3 separate regions of the Ovis aries genome follow, and all the other regions are linked to region 2. Evidence: chromatin contacts called from public Hi-C data. All regions are on one chromosome and are shown on one strand. The core of a region is the stretch at or near the end of the contact, and the rest is flanking DNA. Distances in the headings are between cores, read along the strand shown.

Evidence for each region. Hi-C and Micro-C count contacts between places; a contact is called where the count stands out from the background.
Region 1: a contact with region 2 is called in a Hi-C map of liver, with 4 times the contacts expected there. The contact joins the enhancer-like site here to the promoter of COQ2 in region 2. A contact is called at or near these places in 5 of 16 Hi-C or Micro-C datasets (blood, hypothalamus, liver and 2 more).
Region 3: a contact with region 2 is called in a Hi-C map of muscle, with 5 times the contacts expected there. The contact joins the promoter of ABRAXAS1 here to the promoter of COQ2 in region 2. A contact is called at or near these places in 3 of 16 Hi-C or Micro-C datasets (blood and muscle).

Annotation. Positions count from the first base shown.
Region 1 is chr6:98,578,504-98,581,203 of ARS-UI_Ramb_v3.0, reverse strand. COPS4 (COP9 signalosome subunit 4) reads right to left here. Exons shown (of 10, transcript XM_004009957.5): 10 at 816-1,338. The coding sequence ends at 1,205. Among named protein-coding and RNA genes, the nearest start is that of COPS4, 38 kb to the right of the region's middle. Within about 2 kb of position 1,258, at least 11 of the 54 cell types and tissues checked have an H3K27ac peak or open chromatin away from gene starts, as enhancers often do. A contact at or near this core is called in liver, where this site is marked.
Region 2 is chr6:98,766,551-98,769,268 of ARS-UI_Ramb_v3.0, reverse strand. COQ2 (coenzyme Q2, polyprenyltransferase) reads left to right here and starts at 1,294. Exons shown (of 7, transcript XM_015096604.3): 1 at 1,294-1,563. The coding sequence starts at 1,311.
Region 3 is chr6:98,956,341-98,959,040 of ARS-UI_Ramb_v3.0, reverse strand. ABRAXAS1 (abraxas 1, BRCA1 A complex subunit) reads left to right here and starts at 1,398. Exons shown (of 9, transcript XM_015096606.4): 1 at 1,398-1,509. The coding sequence starts at 1,423.

The DNA.
Region 1 (2,700 bases), core at 9-2,508, 190 kb after region 2:
AAACACAAGGGGATCCCTCATCTTAATCATGAGAACTTCCTGGAGTACCAGGGGGTTTTAACTGTCCTGCCAATCCAAACTTATTGCTATTATTTCAACCCCATGGGCTGCAGCCCACCAGACTCCTCTGTCCATGGGATTTCCCAGGCAAGAATACTGGAGTGGGCTGCCATTTCCCTCTTCAGGGGATCTTCCCAAAGCAGGGATCTAACGCACATCTCCCGCATTGCAGGCATTCTTTACCACTGAGCCTCCACAGAAGCCCTAGTCCATAGTTAGCCTCCAGTAATTTCTCAAAGTTACCATTTCACTATTCACCAGTTACTGGCTCAAGCTGGTCTGCTCCTGGTAAGCTGACCTTTACTGTGACTCTGTTTATTTTTCCAGTTTTGGGAGTGGTGGTGTGCCCTGTGACCTCAATTCTCTGGTGGACCTAAGAAAAGGAATTGATTTTTTTCCACCTGTTAAGCCTTCTCTTGCTGTGAGGATGGAGTGACTACTTGAGCTCCTTACATGTTTGAGTTGAAACTGGTAGTTGCCTACAGACTCTTTTTTAAAAGTCCTTCCCCATGTTCTCTATGAAGGGAGGCTGGAATGATTCTGAGGAGTCTTTGCTGATCCTTCTCTGCTAAATAAAAAATTCCCCACTGTGTGCTCTCAGACTTGGTACAAGTATTTCAAGTGCTGACTCTTGGCTCTGTGACTGTGAATACCTAGGGAAGAGGCTTTTTGGCTTATCTTTTCATTTCTTGCCTACGGGACAAATAATTGTCTGCAGAAGCAAAAGGGAAAAGGAACAAAAGAATATTCACTAATTAAAAACAAAAGTACTACTTTTATTTGGCTCACTTCTCCATTTATTAGAATAACCACCTGTGGAGAGGCACAAAGCACTTATTTTTACATGACTACAAAGTTATCACAAATCCCAAACTCCTTAGCCACAGATATGTCACTTACTCTGTTTAAAGAAAAAGCTTTCAAAACATCTGAGTTAGCTTGATACACAGAGACCCTGAATAAATGGGAACTACATATTTTTTAAATGCTTGTACTTCCTGCTCTAATAATGTCTTCTTTAAATAAAATCCAGCATAAAAGGGATTGAACGATGCAAGGTCATGATGCAAATGTTTCTGAGAGATAGTGAAATGAATCTGTACAACATGGGAAAGGTGTAGTGTGCACAGACGGCCTGCAGGAGTCACTGAGCCATCTGGGCCTCCATGGCTTGAGCTGTCCATTCTGGTGCTGTCTGGCTAATCTTCTCCAGCAGGTTATTCACTTGGAAACACAGTGACTGGATCTGTTTGTCCCATGTTGGCAGGGCTTCTCGTGCTAGAGAAAAAAGGAATAATGTACAAAGCTGAAGTTACTCCTTTGCGACCATAGTGAATGTGAATTAGAAGACAAAATACAGAAACGCTGATTTTTAAAAGTTTAATACGAAACTCTTGGCTGATAAAATTAAGCTAATTAAGCAACAGTTAAGAAAAGTACTCCAGTCACTGGCACAGAATATAAAACAAAACAAAAATATACAAAATAAAACCAATCAAACCACCTCATCCACAACAGTAAGATGACTTCACTGAAGTTAAAGCACTGAAGTGCTTTTCTCACTCAGTTTATACCTTAAGATCCCCTGGAGGAGGGACAGGCTACCCACTCCAGGATTCTTGGGCTTCCCTGGTGGCTCAGTTGGTAAAAAATCTGCCGGCAACGCAGGAGACCTGGGTTTGATCCTTGGATTGGGAAGATCCCCTGGAGAAGGGAAAGGCTACCCACTCCAGTATTCTGGCCTAGAGAATTCCATGGAGTGTATAGTCTGTGGGGTCACAAAGAGTTCGACAGGACTGAGCGACTTTCACTTTCTTTCACTTTATACCTTCATAAGACACTGCCACCTACTGGGGAAAGTAAGCCTATTTACCTACTCCACGCTGTCTCTACTGGACTCTAAAGAATATTTTAATATTTAAACTCCAAACAAAAAACCTCATGATCTAGCAGGCTTTTCTCTGCACAGCAATCTGCAGTTAGAAATGAAAAACTAGGGAGGGAGCAGCTCCATCCAAAACAGCATCAACATTTACAAATTTGGGCACAGAATTAATGACGGGAAAAAAAACTATAAAATCTGACTAAAGGACATAAAATAACTTGAGCAGATACAAACCACATTTCCAGCTGGAAAGATGTAGTATCTTAGAAATATCAGTCCTTTTCTATTAATACATAAATTTAAAGAAATTTCCAAGACAATCCCCCCTTTCTCTGTTTTGCTTCCTGAACAAGATAAAATTACTGAAGTTAATATGGAAAAACTGATGTTTGAGAATAGCCAAGATAATTTTGAAAATTAAAAACAGGGGAAGGATTATAGTACATCTACACAACTAAGTATTACTCAGCCTTAGAAAGGAATGAAGTACTGACTACATGTTATAACATGAGTGAAACTTGAAAACACTACATTACGTGAAAGAAGCTGAAAGGTCACATATTGCATGGTTTCATTCATATCAAATATCCACAACAGGTAAATCCATAGAAACAACAGAAATTAGCTGCCAGGGCCTGGAGAGAGAGAGGTATGAGGAGTAAGTGCTTAAGGGGCATGGGGCTTCTTTTTGAGAAGATAAAACTATTCTGGAACCAGGCAGAGATGGTGGCTGTACAACACTGGAAACATACTAA
Region 2 (2,718 bases), core at 45-2,544:
CCTGGAGAAGGAAATGGCAACCCACTCCAGTATTCTTCCCTAGAGAATTTCATGGAAGGAGGAGCCTGGTGGGCTACAGTCCATGGGGTCCCAAAGAGTCAGACACAACTGAGCCACTTTCACTGAAAGGGGACTATCAACAATCTTACAGGACTCAGCCTAAAACCTGTGGGAGCTGATGCAAACTCCAGCTAGATAGCGCCAGGATTGAGTGAAATTTCAGGACACTTGAGTGTTGCAGAAGCATTTGATGTGTGGGAAATCCACACGTCTGGTGTCACAAGTCATATAGTGCTGTAGTTGAGAATAGATAGGTACAGGAGAATGTGTCTTTTCCTTTACAAATATAGAATAACATTTCCCAGTGCCTGGATCCCACTGTCTACAACTAAACAGAGTGTTCAGTATGGAAGCCCTTCCACATTCATTGTTTCTTCTTCCCCATAAAGCTGGAAGGAGGAGAAGGGGAAGACAGAGGATGAGATGGTTGGATGGCATCACCGATTGGATGGACATGAGTCTGAGCAAGCGTCTGGAGTTACTGAACTAGTGTGAACTAGTTTCCTAAATTTATTAAGGACTACTTCCTTGACCACCACCACTGGAGACTCAAGATATCACTGAATTACTGATCGGGGTTTTAAAGATAGGCACTTAAAGACTAACCTAATTCCCTGGAACACTAAAATTCAAACGCAAGACTTGCCCACAGTCACTCAGTAATGATTAAATGGGATAATACATGTAAAGTGCCTGTCAAGGGGCCTGGCACAGAGGGCCACCCAGGAGTTGACTAGAATGAAGTGCTCAGACCAGATGTTCCAGCTGCAAGCTCACAGGAGCCCACACACTCGCTGCCTCTGGGTTATGCGAACTCTGAATTGACTATCAAATTTAAGGTTTTCATTTGTGCAGTGAACGTCCCTTAACCCTGAATATGGCTTTAGTTTACCTTCTTGGCTTTTGGCCGTTTGGTGATCTTTTAGCTTTAAAAAGGAAACAGTTTCTACTGCAAACCAGTATTGGGCTTCCGTAGGTTTTTCTCAGGTGGTTTTATTTTATTTTACTTTTCCCTATAACAACTGCTACGTATTTTGATACCAGGAATTCCTTCCTCTGAGGAACTCCTTCACAGCGCTAGGTGACCGCGACACTTTTCATTTCACGTTACTCGAAAGGATCAGGCCGCTGGGCCATGTAGCCGGACCGGCGCGGACCGTCATCCCGCTTACGTCACCCCGCAGCCTGCCGCTGACCTGACGCTCGTGAATGACGTCAGGCCCCTGCGGGTCCAGGCTCTCCCGAGCGCCATGCTGGGCGCTGGCGGCGCGAGACTCGTGCAGGGCCTGCGGGCTGGGACGCAGGCATGGCTGTGGGGCGCGCGCGGCCGCTCCCTGGCCCTGGTGCACGCGGCCCGCGGGCTCCACGCGGCGAACTGGCAGCCCTCGGCCGGGCGGGGGCCGCGCGGGCGTCCGCTGAGCCTGTCGGCAGCCGCGGTCGTGAACTCGGCGCCCCGCCCTCTGCAGCCCTACCTGCGCCTCATGCGGTTGGACAAGCCCATAGGTGAGTGCGGACCGACGCGGCGGTCCGGGGGCTGGAAATGAAGCCCGAAAGCCGCGGCTTGGCCTCTAGGTGCTCCTTACCCTCGAGAAACCCGAACAGGGCAATCTCCGAAGTGCCCGGCCGGCTGTCACCCGCTCCCTGAATCCTGAGCGGGGCAGAAACTCCGCTCATCCCACAGACCGTGTTTGCAAGTTGTGAATCGAGCGGAAATTCCGTGCCCGCATCCCTGCATTTGCGCAGATTTACAGTGTGTAAGCGGAGAAGGCGATGGCACCCCACTCCAGTACTCTTGCCTGGAAAATCCCATGGACGGAGGAGCCTGGTAGGCTGCAGTCCATGGGGTCGCGAAGAGTCGGACACGACTGAGCGACTTCACTTTCACTTTTCACTTTCATGCATTGGAGTGAGAATCCCAGGGACGGGGGAGCCTGGTGGGCTGCCGTCTATGGGGTCACACAGAGTCGGACACGGCTGAAGCGACTTAGCAGTAGCACAGTGTGCAAGCATTTCCACATTCATTATGTTTCATCTTTCCCATAATGCTGCAAGGCCCCCAAAGCGAATGCAGAGGAAACCTAGGCTCTCTGGAGAGCAGACCGGATGATGCTGAGTTTCTTAGCTCTTTGCCCTGCACTGTTTGTAGCACAAAGATTTAATCCATTCGAATGCTGCAGGCATTGTACTTGTCTACTACTTATCAGCTCACGGTCGCCTCCTAAGGGAGGATTTCCTTGACTTTTCTGTGTAACATACTCACCTTTCACTGCAGTCTCTCTTTACCTCTCATTTTTCTTCATAACCTTCGCTGCTAGCCTTATGCGTTTATTGGTTGATACACTTTTCCAATACAGCATAAACTCCACTTATATGGGACTTTTATTTCTAGTGTCTAGAAGACCCTGGCAGTAATATTGAAAGACTGAAGTCCTACTACATCGTCTAGCCTTAGGGATAGAAAGAGCTGTGGCCACTTTGTCCTTTCAGAGAACTCCCAGTCTGGTTAAAAAAAAAGTAACAAAGTATTGGGTGAGTTGGGAAACTATGGGATCAAATATAAGTGATACAGATAGTAAGTACAGTGGGAAAAGAGTAATTATTGTGAATGTTCATTGCTGGAAAAAAGTTGAGAAGAAAGTGTACCTCAGAGCAGTGGTC
Region 3 (2,700 bases), core at 149-2,648, 190 kb before region 2:
GCTCTTATATGTGAGGGTTAACTTTCATTCTCTTGGACAAACTTTTAAAAAGTTTTTAATCCTTTATATCATTATTACCTATAAAACACAACTTAAGTGAAAATCTTTTTGTATTAACAGTAACTTTGCTGAAATGACAGCAGGAAACTTAATTTTAGAGAAAAAACATAACTTTTAATGCTATACATATGTTCAATATGTTAGTCAGATATGGCTGCTACACAACAAAACCCAGAAACAAGCAATATTAATTTAATTCAGTAGTCTGATATATAGCTAGCTTTCATTTAAAAACCATAGCTTTACATATCACATGTGGAAAATTGTTAATTCATAATCTTCCTACTCCCCTTGAAGACGGCAAGTTAAAATTTTAAATAACCTCCTGCTCATTCTACTTCTGTAATTCAGCTTGCCCCTTGCAAAGTCTAGATCACGTAGGTCACGTAGTCTCAGAAAGTGGGGACTTACAATACTAGGAACTGAAGCTAATCTCACTCATCCTTGTCTACTCTTCCCAATTGTCCAGCCCCTGCAAACCTGCTTAATCACGCCTGTCTGTGGAAAGGTCAGGCATCCCCCTCCCCATCTTGACCACTGTACCCGGGTATGCAAAACCCCTTAGTTTAAACCAACCTATTAGCAGCAAGTGATGCCCACTATAGTTTGTGTATAAAAACTCTGTAATCCCTTTGTTCAGGGCTCAGAGCTTACAGTGTTAACTTCTCTGGGCCCGCCAGCGTAATAAACCTGAGTTCTCCAACTCTCTGACTGCGGTGCTTGGTTTCTTAATTACTGGTTTCTGCAGCACCCTTATCAAATGATCAGCATGTTTATAACTATCACTAACTTGTCAGAACAAGGTTAAACAGTCTGTAGATTCTTTGAATTGAGTCCTCAATTTTCTAAAAGCAAACATTCAAAGAAATCCATCCCTCTCCCTCACTCCACGACATGGAACATTGCTAGAGAGTTCTAGAAGAGACATTCTCTGACATTGTCGTTAGTATTCTAGAAGTTTCAAATGGTAAAGCGCAGCATCTGACTCTGTGAAAACTCCAAACGTGGCATTTCCATTGTGATATTATGCCAACTAGGCAATGCTTCTATTCTGTCAGCTGTTTTCATCTTCCATACTTTCGTTTGTATGCCAGGGCCCCTGAGTGCTACTAAGGCGCTATACCTGGCCCTGGGCAGAGCAGTTGCCCAACACCCAGAAAGACGGACCTGAGCACTAGTTACAACCTTTTCGCCGCGGCCTTCCCACCAGAGGGCGCCCGAGCCTCGCCCGCCGGTCCGCGGCACCTCGGAGCGCGCCGTGGCCACTGCGCAGGCGTAGGTCCGCCTCCTGGCGCGGCTCCGCCTCCTCACTCGGCCCCGCCCACGCCCCGCCCCCTGGGGCCGCGCGGCGGCGACGGAAGTATGGAGGGCGAGAGCACGTCGGCGGTGCTGTCTGGATTTGTGCTCGGCGCGCTCGCCTTCCAGCACCTCAACACCGACTCGGACACGGTGAGCCGAGGGCGGGGGCGGGATCCGGCGTCGCCTCGGAGGGCCCCCCCCCCATCCCCCTGCGCTTGGGCGACCTCCGGGCCGCCGCTGCTCGGGTCCCGCCCGTGGGCTCCCCGCCGCCGACGCCCAGGCTCTCTGCCGTCGGAGCTGCCTTCTCTCGCTCCCGGGAGGTCCTAGAGATTTCTTCTCCAGGTTCAGCTCCCCTCTAGCAACCAGTGTTTGCGTTTCCGTGCCCCGCACGCCCCCGTGTCTCTCGGCAGTCCCCCTCGGTCGTGAAGGAATAGAAAGTTCACACAGCGTTCCCGCCGCGGCTCGGAACGTTGCGGGTTAACTTGCTCCTCGCTCCCGACCGTGGTTTCCCCAGACATCTCGGTGTTTCCCTTGCGGAGCCGCAGCTGGGCACCTTTGCTCAAATGGATGGCTTGTAAAGGAAAGATGGATGATGCCACCGGTGGCTGTTTTGGCGTCAGTCTTAGTACGCGGAGAAGATGTATATCGGGTATCTGACTTGTTTGCGTTGGTGTCAAATATATTAAGCTATGGCCTCAGCTTTTTAAGTATAACCTCCAATATTAAATATTTAAATGCTGACTTCACACTTTGCCTAGGTTCAAAACCTCTAGATAAAGTTAAGTAGTGAAGTAGGTTTTTTTTAAATATAGCCTATTTTTAACTTTTATATTTATGAAACTAACTGCTGCTAAGTCACTTCAGCCGTGTCCGACTCTGTGCCACCCCATGGACGGCAGCCCACCAGGCTCCCCCGTCCCTGGGATTCTTCAGGCAATAACACTGGAGTGGGTTGCCATTTCCTTCTCCAATTATGAAACTAAAAACCACTGTAAAACTTTGAGCCCGAGAAATAGTGTCATAAAGAGTAAGTGTTTTGTGTTAGTCGTTCGGTGGTGTCCAACTCTTTGCGACCCTATGGGCTGTATAGCCTGCCAGACTCCTCTGTCCTTGGTATTCTCCAGGCAAGAAAACTGGAGTGGGTTGCCATTCCTTTCTCCAGGGGATCTTCCTGACCCAGGAATCGAACCTAGGCCTCCTGCATTGCAGGCAGATTCTTGGCCGTCTGAGCCACCAGGGAAGTGCTTAGTAACTTGCTAATAGGGTTTAGAGAATATTGTACTGTTCCGAGCTTTGTGATTTCTGCTAAATTTTGTGCCTTTCATTTTGTAATAAAGGCTT